Regions from separate parts of the Macaca mulatta genome. Here region 2 is linked to region 1. A link is a contact called in public Hi-C data. All regions are on one chromosome and are shown on one strand. Each heading gives the region's core, a stretch centred on a gene start, on an enhancer-like site or on the middle of the called end of the contact. The rest is flanking DNA. Distances are from core to core; before and after follow the strand shown. Region 1 holds the start of ZKSCAN5 (zinc finger with KRAB and SCAN domains 5). Region 2 holds the start of FAM200A (family with sequence similarity 200 member A).

What was found. Hi-C and Micro-C count contacts between places; a contact is called where the count stands out from the background.
Region 2: a Hi-C map of fetal cortex germinal zone shows a contact between it and region 1, with 4 times the contacts expected there. The contact joins the promoter of FAM200A here to the promoter of ZKSCAN5 in region 1. A contact is called at or near these places in 5 of 14 Hi-C or Micro-C datasets (CD4 T cells, blood, cortical neurons and 2 more).

The regions. Positions count from the first base shown.
Region 1 is chr3:46,728,207-46,734,288 of T2T-MMU8v2.0, forward strand. ZKSCAN5 (zinc finger with KRAB and SCAN domains 5) reads left to right here and starts at 3,764. Exons shown (of 8, transcript XM_077996196.1): 1 at 3,764-3,953; 2 at 4,863-5,009. It overlaps ZNF394 (zinc finger protein 394), which reads right to left and starts at 3,625. Exons shown (of 7, transcript XM_077996238.1): 1 at 2,964-3,625; 2 at 2,051-2,177. The coding sequence starts at 3,419.
Region 2 is chr3:46,780,585-46,786,264 of T2T-MMU8v2.0, forward strand. FAM200A (family with sequence similarity 200 member A) reads right to left here and starts at 2,969. Exons shown (of 2, transcript NM_001194538.2): 1 at 2,689-2,969.

The sequences.
Region 1 (6,082 bases), core at 2,514-5,013:
GCCCGACTAATTTTTTGCATTTCTAGTAGAGACGGTGTTTTACTATGTTGGCCAAGTGGGTTTTGAACTCCTGACCTTGTGATCTGTCCACCTCGGCCTCCCAAAGTACTGAGATTACAGACGTGAGCTATCACCTGGCCAAAATGTATTACTATTTTTTTAATTAAAAAAAATTTTTTTAAAAAGATGGGGTCTTGCTGTGTTGCCCAGGTTGGTCTTGAGCTCCTGGCCTCAAACAATCCTCCCATCTGGGCCTCCCAAAGTGCTAGGATTACAGGTGAGAGTCACCGTGCCCGGCCAACAGCAAATGTTGACGAGAATGTGGAGAAAGAAAAATTCTCAATATTGCTGGTGGCGTATACATTAGTTATGAGCTCTTTGGAGAGTAAGATGAACATACAGTTGTCTCCTCTTCTCTGTGGGGACACATTCCAAGACCCCCAGTGATGCCTGAAACTGTGTATAGTACCAAAGCCTCTCTCTCTCTCTATATATATATAATTTTTTTTTTTTTTTTTTTTGAGACGGAGTCTCACTCTGTCGCCCGGGCTGGAGTGCAGTGGCCGGATCTCAGCTCACTGCAAGCTCCGCCTCCCGGGTTTACGCCATTCTCCTGCCTCAGCCTCCCGAATAGCTGGGACTACAGGCGCCCGCCACCTCGCCCGGCTAGTTTTTTGTATTTTTTTTTTAGTAGAGACGGGGTTTCACCGTGTTAGCCAGGATGGTCTCGATCTCCTGACCTCGTGATCCGCCCGCCTCGGCTTCCCAGAGTGCTGGGATTACAGGCTTGAGCCACCGCGCCTGGCCAATGTTTTTTCTTATACATACGTCCCTTTAATCAAGTTTAATTCATAAATTAGGTACATTAAGAGATTAACAGTAACTATCAATTATAACAATATACTTAACTAGGTTTGGTGGCTCATACCTGTAATCCCAGCACTTTGCGAAGCTGAGGCAGGAGAATCACCTGAGGTCAGGAGTTCAAGACCAGTCTGGCCAACATGGTGAAACCCCATCTCTACTAAAAATACAAAATTAGCTGAGCATGGTGGGGCGTGTCTGTAATTCCAGCTACTCAGGGGACAGAGGCAGGAGAATTGCTTGGCTTGGGAGGCAGAGGTTGCAATGAGCTGAGACCACACCACTGCACTCACTCCCCCTGGGCAACAAGAGGAAAACTCCACCTCAAGAAAACTCCCAAAACCAAAGACAAAAAATGAAAAACAAATGCTATACTGTAATAATAGTCATGTGAATGTGGTCTCTATCTTAAAATACCTGGTTGTATTGCGTACTGTGGGTAAGTGAAACCACAGAAAGCAAAACCAGGAAGAGGGGACTACTGCCTGTCTCTAGGCATATTCTCTTCAGAAACTCCAACATAGGAACAAATACACAAAAATATGCAAGAATATACAAGAATGTTCGGTGCAACGCTGTAATGGTTAAAACTTAAGACACCTAGATGTCCATTAACAGAAATGGATAGAATTCTGGAGTATCTGGACAGTAAAACAGGTAGAGCTCCATGCATCAACATGAGTAAATCTCAAAAATGTAATACTGAGTTAAAAAAAAGCCATACAGTAATGATATACAGCGTGGAGCTACATGTCTACGTAGAGACAATATAAGACATGCATGGAAGTCATAAACCCAACGGTCAGCTTACTGGCTACCTCTAGAGAAGGATAGAGGAGAAGGATTTCCAGGAGGCTATGTGGGAGCCTCACCTCCAGCTGTAACATATTTCTCTGGCAATGTGGCCAAGTATTAAGATCGGATAAACTTGGGTGGTGGACACAGGGGATGGTCATTATCTATTTTTCTTTTTTATAGTTTTCTTTATGTATAAGACATTAAAAATGAACCAAAGTAAAAACCTGAATCTAGCACCTAGCAGTACATAGGCTCCTGCGTGGGTTACAGAAGACACCTGAAGGCTCTCAGCCCAAGTCTGGGAATGGCATAATGGCTCAGGGATGGTAATGGACCACCCCTTCACAAATCACACACCACAACAAACCAGCAGAGCAACAGCACTCACTAGGCGGAACTGTGCTCCCGGAATCCTTCTGTGCACTCTCTCTGCAGAAGTCCCTCCGTGCTGGGTCCAGGCGCTCCCACTCCTCCCAGGTTAGAGACACAGCCATGTCCTCGAAAGTCGCCATCCCCTGGGAACAACACAAGAGCCCAATTCAGTACCTGCTGTCCCTGTACAGCATTATCACTCTTCTTGAGTCTTGTACTGACCAGGGAGTTTGGAGAGATCAGAGATAGAGGCTGACATTCTCTTGTAATCCTGAAAAGCCTTTCTGTGGACTATTTACACTAATTTTGGGGGTAGGTAAGAGCAAAATATTTCTTTAACTTGTATCACTGTGATGTATGGGAATAGAAATATGACACATTAAAAGTACACACGACCGGGCGCGGTGGCTCATACCTGTAATCCCAGCACTTTGGGAGGCCACGGCGGGCGGATCACCTGAGGTCAGGAGATTGAGACCAGCCTGGCCAACACGGTGAAACCCCATCTCTACTAAAAATACAAAAATTGGCCGGGCGTGGTAGCGGGCGCCTGTAATCCCAGCTACTCAGGAGGCTGAGGCAGGGGAATCGCTTGGACCCGGGAGTCAGAGGTTGCAGTGAGCCGAGATCGCGCCATTGCACTCCAGCCTGGGCGACAAGACTGAAACTCCACCTCAAACAACAACAACAGAAAAGGAAAAAAAAGAAAACAAGAAAAAAGAAAACCAGTAATCCGTGTTGGCTTTATGCTGAGGTCTATAAAGTCATCTCCTGGATGGATCTGTCACTGTGGCCTGCGGAAAGGAAGTCCATACACACCCCAACGTTCACACGAAATGTAATAAGGAAATAACTTCCGAAACGCAGAGCACCCCATACACGCCTATTTTCCACACTCCCACCTCCAGAATGGGTCTTTCGCTTCTCACCTGAGGTGAGGTTCCATCGAGCGCTCGCTGCAGAGCCCGCACCACGGCCACTGCCTCCTCCCCGCTCTCCGGGCAGTGCTCTCGCACCCAGGCTTGGAGCTCCTCGGGCAGGATGGTGAGGAACTGCTCCAGCACCAGCAGCTCCAGGATCTGCTCCTTGGAGAGCAGCTCAGGCCTCAGCCACCGACGACAGAGTTCTCGGAGCCGGCTCAGCGCCTCTTCCGGTCCAGCCACCTCCTGATAACGCAGCTGCCTAAAGTGCAGTCGAGAAGTTTCGGGGTCTGGCCAAGCCCCTGGATAGCCGGGCTCCCAACTTCCGGGTGAGTCTTCCTCCACTTTCACGGGCAAAAGTCCGTCGCGTTGGGACGGCGCCGCTTCTTTGGACCTCGCAGCCATTACCCAGGGTCCCAACTCGGCGTCACTGCCGCGACTCTGGGCGGTCAAGCTGGAATTCATCTTTCTCCGGCATGTGCTGCCCTTCCTGGAGTCTTCCTTTCAGGTGAAGAAAGAGCAAACCCAAGGAACTCATCAGCCCTCAAACCCTCCGGTCCCAAACACCGGGCCCCACCACACCAGGCCCCTCTCCCACACTTCTTCCTTTCCTCAGCTTTGCGCCTACAGCTCCCTCAGTCCAGCCACCGAAAACATCCCGTGCCGGAAGTGCGTCACGGACGCCCTGCGGCACCCTTCCCTGCATTTCCGGGGCCTCTCTAGGCGCCTGATGGGGTGAGGTGCATCTCGCTGGTTTATCGTCGGAGCCCCGCCCGACGCAGTGGGTCTTGACGGTTTCCTGCAGCCCAGGGAAATACAGGCGTCCGAGCCGGTGGCCCGAGCTCCGGCAAGTGCGGGAACTTTCAGGATTAAATAGACAGAGTCTGGCTCTGTCGCCCAGGCTGGACTGCAGTGGCGCGATTTCGGCTCACTGCAACTTCTGTCTCCCGGGTTCAAGCAGTTCTCCAGCTTCAGCCTCTCAAGTATCTAGGACTACAGGTGCGCGCGAACACGCCCAGCTTTATTAATTTTTTTGTAGGGACGGGGTTTCACTATATTGCCCAGTTTGGACAAAGTTTTTTGTTTTTTCTTTTTTGAGACGGACTCTCGCTCTGTCGCTAAGCTGTCTTAGCCTCCTCAGCAGCTTGGACTACAGGCGCGCGCCACCATGCCTGGCTAATTTTGGTATTTTTAGTAGAGATGGCGTTTCACCCTGTTGGTCAGGCTGGTCTCGATCTCCACACCTCGTGATCCGCCTGCCCTGGCCTCCCAAAGTGCTGGGATTACAGGCGTGAGCCACTGCACCCGGTTAGAAAAAGTTTTTTTGTGTTTTTGTTTTTTTTTTTTTTAGACTAAGTGCTTCCATGTACATCAGATGTTAACGACTTTGATCCTAACAAAGATGAGGAAATTGATGCTCAAAGATGTGTCCTGGCCTGGCTCAGTGGCTTATGCCTGTAATCCCAGCATTTTGGGAGGCCAAGGGGTAGAGAGCGCTTGAAGTCGGGAATTGGAGACCCCCATCTATACAAAAAAATAAAAAATTAGCTGGGTGTAGTGCATCTGTAGTCCTAGTGAGAGGGGAAGCCAGTTGGACTTCCTGGGTGGAGTGGGGACTTGGCCTTTTCTGTCTTACAAGAGGTTTGTAAAAATGCACCAATCAGCGCTCTGTAGCTAGCAAGAGGTTTGTAAAATGCACCAATCAGCGCTCTGTAAAATGGACCAATCAGCAGGATACTAAAAGTAGCCAATCGCAGGGAAGATGGAGAAAAGGGCATTCTGATATGACAGAACTAGGACATGGAGGGGACAAATAAGGGATTAAAAGCTGGCCACCCCAGCCAGCAGCGGCAACCCGCTGGGGTCCCATTCCATGCTGTGGAAGGTTTGTTCTTTTGCTCTTCACAGTAAGTCTTGCTGCTACTCTTTGGGTCCCTGCCATCTTTAAGAGCTGTAACACTCACTGCGAAGGTCTGCAGCTGCATTCCTGAAGTCAGGGAGACCAAGAACCCACCGGAAGGAACCAACTCCTGACACACCACTTAGGAGGCTGAGGTCAGAGGATCCTTTGAGCCCAGGAGGTCAAGACTGCAGTGAGATATGATCCGACCACTGCACTCCAGCCTGGGTGACAGAGCAAGAGTCTATCTCTAAAACAAAGTGCCTTGGTTGATGTCAAGCTGCTGGTGACTTGCAACTTGCATAAAATGAGAGGATCGCTTGAGCCCAGGAGTTCCAGACCAGCCTGAGCAACATAGTGAGACTGCATCTCCATACAAAATTTAAAATTTTTTTTTTTTGAGATGGAGTCTCGTTCAGGTTCAAGCGATTCTCCTGCCTCAGCCTCGCGAGTAGCTGGGATTACGCTTCGTGAGTAGCTGGGATTACAGGCGCGTGTCACCACACCCGGCTAATTTTTTGTATTTTTAGGAGAGATGCAGTTTCACCATGTTAGCCAGGATGGTCTTGAACTCCAGACCTCGGCTCACTGCAACCTCCGCCTCCTGGGTTCAAGCAACCCCCCGTCTCCACCCCACGCCCAAACAAACCAAACACTATTTATCAATCCAGGCATGTTTAATAACTAGACATAAAAATGTCACCTATGGTGCCAGGTGTGGTGGCTCACACCTGTAATCCCAGCACTTTGGGAGGCCAAGGTGGGTGGATCACCTGAGGTCGGGAGTTCAAGACCAGCCTGACCAACATGGAGAAACCCCGTCTCTACTAAAAAATACAAAATTAGCCGGGCATGGTGGCTTATGCCTGTAATCGCAGCTACATGGGAGGCTGAGGCAGGAGAATTTGCTTGAACCCGGGAGGCAGAGGTTCCGGTAAGCCAAGATTGCACCATTGACTCCAGCCTGGGCAACGGGCAAAACTCCATCTCAAAAAAAAAAAAAAAAAAAGAAAGAAAGAAAGAAACTAGTCATCTTGGCTATCTCTAGAGAGAAAAATGAATGTAGAAAGAGAATGAGAGGAAGACTCTATGTGCCTTTCTGAATTTTGACTCATGCAAATCTGTTATCTATTTAAGAAATAAATTATTGAAATGCAAAAGGTATTTATAAATAATTCAGGCCGGTTGCGGTGGCTCGCCCCTGTAATCCCAGCACTTTGGGAGGCCG
Region 2 (5,680 bases), core at 1,719-4,218, 52 kb after region 1:
ATTCATGTTGTCTGTGTGTGTCAGGGAGATTTGGCATACTATATACACCACTCATTTAATACCCAGGGAAACCTAATGAAGTTCACATAATTACTATTCTTATATTATAGATGAAAAATAAAACTTCAGAAAGATTAAATGTGTCTAACAACCCACAGTAAGTACAGAACTAGCACTCAAATCCAACTCTGAAGCCAGTGTCCTAAATGTGCTGCTACACTGCCAACTCTAAAAAGTGATCTGGTCATTCTTTTTTTTTTTTTTTTTTTTTTTGAGACGGAGTGTTGCTCTTGTTGCCCAGGCTGGAGTGCAATGACGTGATCTCGGCTCACGGCAACCTCTGCCTCCCAGGTTCAAGTGATTCTCCTCCTGCCTCTGCCTCCCAAATAGCTGGAATTACAGGCCATGTGCCACCACACCTGTCTAATTTTGTATTTTTAGTAGAGATGGGGTTTCTCCATGTTGGTCAGGACTGGTCTTGAACTCCTGACCTCAGATGATCCACCTGCCTCAGCCTCCCAAAGTGCTGGGATTACAGGGGCATGAGTCACTGTGCCTGGCTGATCTGGTCACTCTTAAAAATGATCATCAAAGTAGGGTATACAATATGATCCACTGGGGCATAGGGAAAAAAATTAGAACTTGTATTTATTTCTTAAAAATAAGAAATTAAGCTGTATAGTTAGTATTATGAATACTGAAACATGTTCATGTTACATAGATCCATGAATTATTCTGGAGAGAGAATGAGATTTCTACAACACACGGGATTGAGAAAACACCCTCATTTGTTTGTTTGCTTTTAGTACACTGCAATATTTCACCATTCATGTGAGCTTAGTGGATTTAAAGATACTGCCTGACTTTACTAAACGAGCCCCATTTTTTCTTCTCCTTTTTGAGACGGAGTCTTGGTCTGTCCCCCAGGCTCGAGCGCATTGGCACAATCTTGGCTCACTGCAACCTCTGCCTTCTGGGTGCAAGTGATTCTCCTGCCTTGGCCTCCTGAGTAGCTGGGATTACAGGTGCCCGCCACCACGCCCAGCTAATTTTTTTTTTTTTTTTAGTAGAGACAGGATTTCACCATGTTGGCCAGGCTGGTCTCGAACTCCTGACCTCGTGATCCATCCGCCTTGGCCTCCCAAAGTGCTGGGATTACAAGCGAGAGCCACCGCACCTGGACAACGAACCCCATCTTTTATTTGGTACCACTCAGCCTCTCAAAAATGCAAGTAACTTTCTGTATGTTGGTGGCACAACTGGAAATGAACATGGGGCAGTAGGTTTTGCCTAGCTGAATGTTAAATTCAGTCTACCAGTGAATTCCAAAATTGGAAGAGACCTTGAGATAATCTATTTTACTTAGGACACTTTTGAGACTTGGTGGGTCTATGTGTTCCACCCAAGAACATCAATGGCAGAACTGGTACCATTCGCCAATGGTCTGCTGCATCGTCCACAAATTCCCTTCTCTCCTTTACCCCTCAGTGTAAAATAAAGCACTGATACTTCCCACAACTGAAAACCTCCCATGCCCGAAACTGCTCATTTAAAACCCTTCCTGGCAGGGTGCGGTGGCTCACGCCTGTAATCCCAGCACTTTGGGAGGCCAAGGCGGGCGGATCACCTGTGGTCCGGAGTTTGAGACCAGCCTGGCCAACATGGTGAAACCCCGTCTCTACTAAAAGTACAAAAATCAACCGGGCATGGTGGCGAGCGCCTATAATCTCAGCTACTCAGGAAGCTGAGGCAGGAAAAGCTTGAACCCTGGCGCTGGAGGCTGCAGTCAGCCGAGATTGCGCCACTGAACTCCAGGCTGGGCGACAGAGCAAGACTCCGTCTCAAAAAACAAAAAACAAACAAAACAAAACAAAACAAAAAAACAAGACCACACAGACACAAAACAAACACAAAATAAACAAACAAAAAACCCCTTCCTGTAGTCTTGAAACTGAAAGGGTGAAGTGTAAATAATCTTTCCCTATTACATCCAAATCACTTCTTTATTTCTTTGTAGGCTTCAAACGTTCTTTTTTGTTTGTTTGTTTTTGAGACAGAGTCTCACTCTGCCACCAGGCTGGAGTGCAGTGACACGATCTCGGCTCACTGCAACCTCCACCTCCTGGGTTCAAGCGATTCTCCTGCCTCAGCCTCCCAAGTAGCTGGGATTACAGGCGTGTGTCGCCACGCCTAATTTTCTGTATTTCTAGTAGAGACAGGGTTTCACTAAGGAGGCAAGACTGATTTTGGAACTCCTGGCCTCAAGTGATTCGCCCGCCTAGGCTTCCCAAAGTGCTGGGATTACAGGCGTGAGCCACTGCGCCCGACCTTCACTCTAATCACCACCATAATGGTGGTGGGTTTGAGGGTGAACATATCATCCGCGGACACTGGCTTAACAAGCCCATCTGAATAAAAAAAATTATAACGCCAATGGCACTCGGTATCATGTAAGATCGCCCGAATTTTACAACTTGGGGTACATAGGAAACCAAAAACTCCCCACCACAAGAAAAACCAGTGGGGACAACTGGGGAGCAGAGATATCTGACTGGGGTCATTTTGTCCGCGCGTCTTTGGGGTAAAAAACCAGGACTAGGGGTCCAGAAGGGACACGCAGACCGCCTCTCCCCAGTCCCAGGAATGTCTCATTCCAATCCGGAAACCAAAACTTCGTTCCCTTCCCACCTGTATCCAGGGACGCCGCTGCTGAGGGACAGCGCTTGCCACCGCCGAGGCTGACGCGAGGGACAGGGGCACGGACCCGCTTCCACTCCGTCCGGGGCGGTCGTGGCGAGCGGATTGCAGGACACAGCCGTGCACGCCCAACTCTGTCCCCGCCCGGAGACGTCTGGGGTGCTGGGATAGAACCGGTTGTGACTTTGGGGACCAGGAGCGCTGGACTCAGATCTAGGCCCCCTGGACGTCAGAACCCAGGGAAAGCGTCACAAAAGCCGGAAGTGCGTCACACCCGCCTTCCGGAGCTGCGCTCCCCTTCGCGGTCCTCTCTAGGATCGCGGGAGGACTTAGCATTCCTGTGTAGGGCTCTAATCCCGGGTTTGGGGGTCGTGGTCCTCAGCTTGTCCGCTCTGAGGAGGTGCGCGGGGTGGGGAAAAAGGGACGAATTTCCTTTTATACCGCCCTGCTCAGATACTTATATATTCCTTCTATTTTTCTTAATGACAATAATTTTAATAGTTACAATAAAAATAGTGATTGTCTGTGGCAGAGGAGCTGAATGAAACGAGGGTGGAGACAGGATCAAGAATAAATGGCTTCACAAAACCAAGAGGTTGTCTCTTGAGATGCTGATTATGTATGTATTGCCAGCTGAATAGGTAGTATTTTCAAATATTTGATCTATAGGCAACAGACGTTCTTTCCAACACTAAATAGTTATAAAATTCTGAGTTTGCCTTATGTTTCCAGGGAGTTTTCAGATTAGCGACGGTGAAGAAATTTGAGGTGTTTTTGCTGTCAAAGTGTTATTGTAATAATTAAGGCTTCAATGATTGGATCAAGCATAACTTCACCTTTTATAAAACAGTAACTGAAACCTTGAATGCTGTGACATGACTCTAAAAGTTCTGGGCAAGTCTGTGGTACAGCCCAACAAGAGAAAAGCCCACAAAAGGAACTGCTACCTGCTACAGAGCCTCTGATTACGTGGTATCCCGAATTACCTTCTAGGCCCTGACTAATGCTCCATTCCTTTTGGGGTTTGATCTTGCTGTGGTTGCCATTTTCTACTTCCCCATGAGTCTTCTCAGTAATCCACTTGACTGTGTCTTTGCTCCATATATATATATTTTTTTCCTCCTACGGCACCGTCAAGTCCAATCTTTGCTCCTTTATCACTGGCTGGCCCTCTAACCTATAGTCCTCCTTGATGACATCATAGTCTCAGAACTTACTCCTCCAGATACATCCTCATATTTCCTTCCAGTGTTCCAAGTCATCTCTAAGAGCCATTACATTGCTACGCACTGTATTTTTCTTGTCTAAAACAGTCTCTCCTCCCCACCCCTGTCCCCATTCCTACACTGAAGTGCCTAAAGGATCCAGGAAGGCAGATTACTGAATGCAGCTGACTGGGTATATGATTTTGTATTTATGTTGTGTGTGTGGCAGGAATTGTGGGCATCTCTATAACGACTCCTTTCTTTGCCTACGGACCTGCTGGCACAAGAAACTCAAAGTGGCCTGGTGGTGTTCTGTTTTCAGTTCAGTGGAACAATTTAATGTCTCCTAAAGGAAATGTTCTTCCTGGAAATGAGAATCATAACCCAGCTGGCTCCAGATTTCAGAGCTAGGAGGCACAAATTCTACAGGTGAGTGGCTGGGTGTGATAGTAATAGAGGCTACTCCTGTATGCACGTAGTTCTACTGGAGACACAATACTATATATCCATTTTGGCCCAATGCATATCAGTGCATATACCATATCCTGAAGAACTGCTCCCAACTTTGCAAGGCATTACATCTTAGTCGGCAATTTAGCCCAGTCTTCAACAGGCCATTCCAAAGTCCTATCTGACTAGCTGCTTCTGGATGATGAGTATGCACCATTAATTTTGTAGCTTCGAGTTCACTGTCACACCTCCTTGGTTATCAATGGGTTCCTTAGTTTCAGGTATGTCAATAAAGCACCCTGTAAGCTCTCAGATGGTGGTACTGCTGGAGGCAAAGTAGTTGGGGAAGACAAGCTCATTTAGAGTATATATCATTTCTGGTAAGAACAAATTGATGCCCATTCCAAGGTAAAGGGGATCTGATGCACTCAACCTGGTGGTAGCTGGTATCCCCAAGACTGAGTGTTGGTCTCCAGTGCTGGCAGGCTGGACGCTCCACCATGGTGGGAGTTACATCAGCCTTGGTAAGAGGTAGCCCATATTGGCCGGGCACGGTGGCCCACGCCTGTAATCCCAGCACTTTGGGAGCCCAAGGTGGGTAGATCACAAGGTCAGGAGTTCAAGACCAGCCTGAGCAACATGGTGAAACCCCGTCTCAACTAAAAATACAAAAATTAGCTGGGCATGGTGGCATGCGCCTGTAGTCCCAGCTACTCGGGAGGCTGAGGCAGGAGAACTGCTTGAACCCAGCAGGCTGCAGTGAGCCGAGATCACACCACTGCACTCCAGCCTGGGCAACAGGGCGAGACTCCATCTCAAAAAAGAAAGAAAAATGAAAAAATAAGAGGTAGCCCATATTGTTGGGACCACACACAGCCTCTATCCCTGCTACCATGGTCTCTGTTCATAAGCCTATTGCTTAAACAATAAGATGGCCCCTAACCAACAAGCCAAGTCATTCATCACTGCCCAGGAGTCAATGCATATCCGTACCTTAGGCTATCTTCTCCAAAATATGGCATGGGTGACTAAATGTACCATTGCTCACTGAGGTAATTTCTCTTCACCAGTATGCTTCAGGGCAACTCAAGTGGGGCTGGAATGAAGGAACAGTCTGTTTCTGGAAGATGCCAACATGGTGAACTGACCCAATCTCCAATCTTTGAAGAGGCCAAGGCTCTTCTGTCTCCATCAGTTAGTTGTAGGGAACTTCTATAAGGCCATAGGTGTTAAGTTTATGGGAGAGGTGGCAGTAGAGCAGAGGTAAGTGACATGGGAGCTTGGAAACGTGTTTTTTTTGCCTTAGAAGGCATGACCTTGCTCCAGAA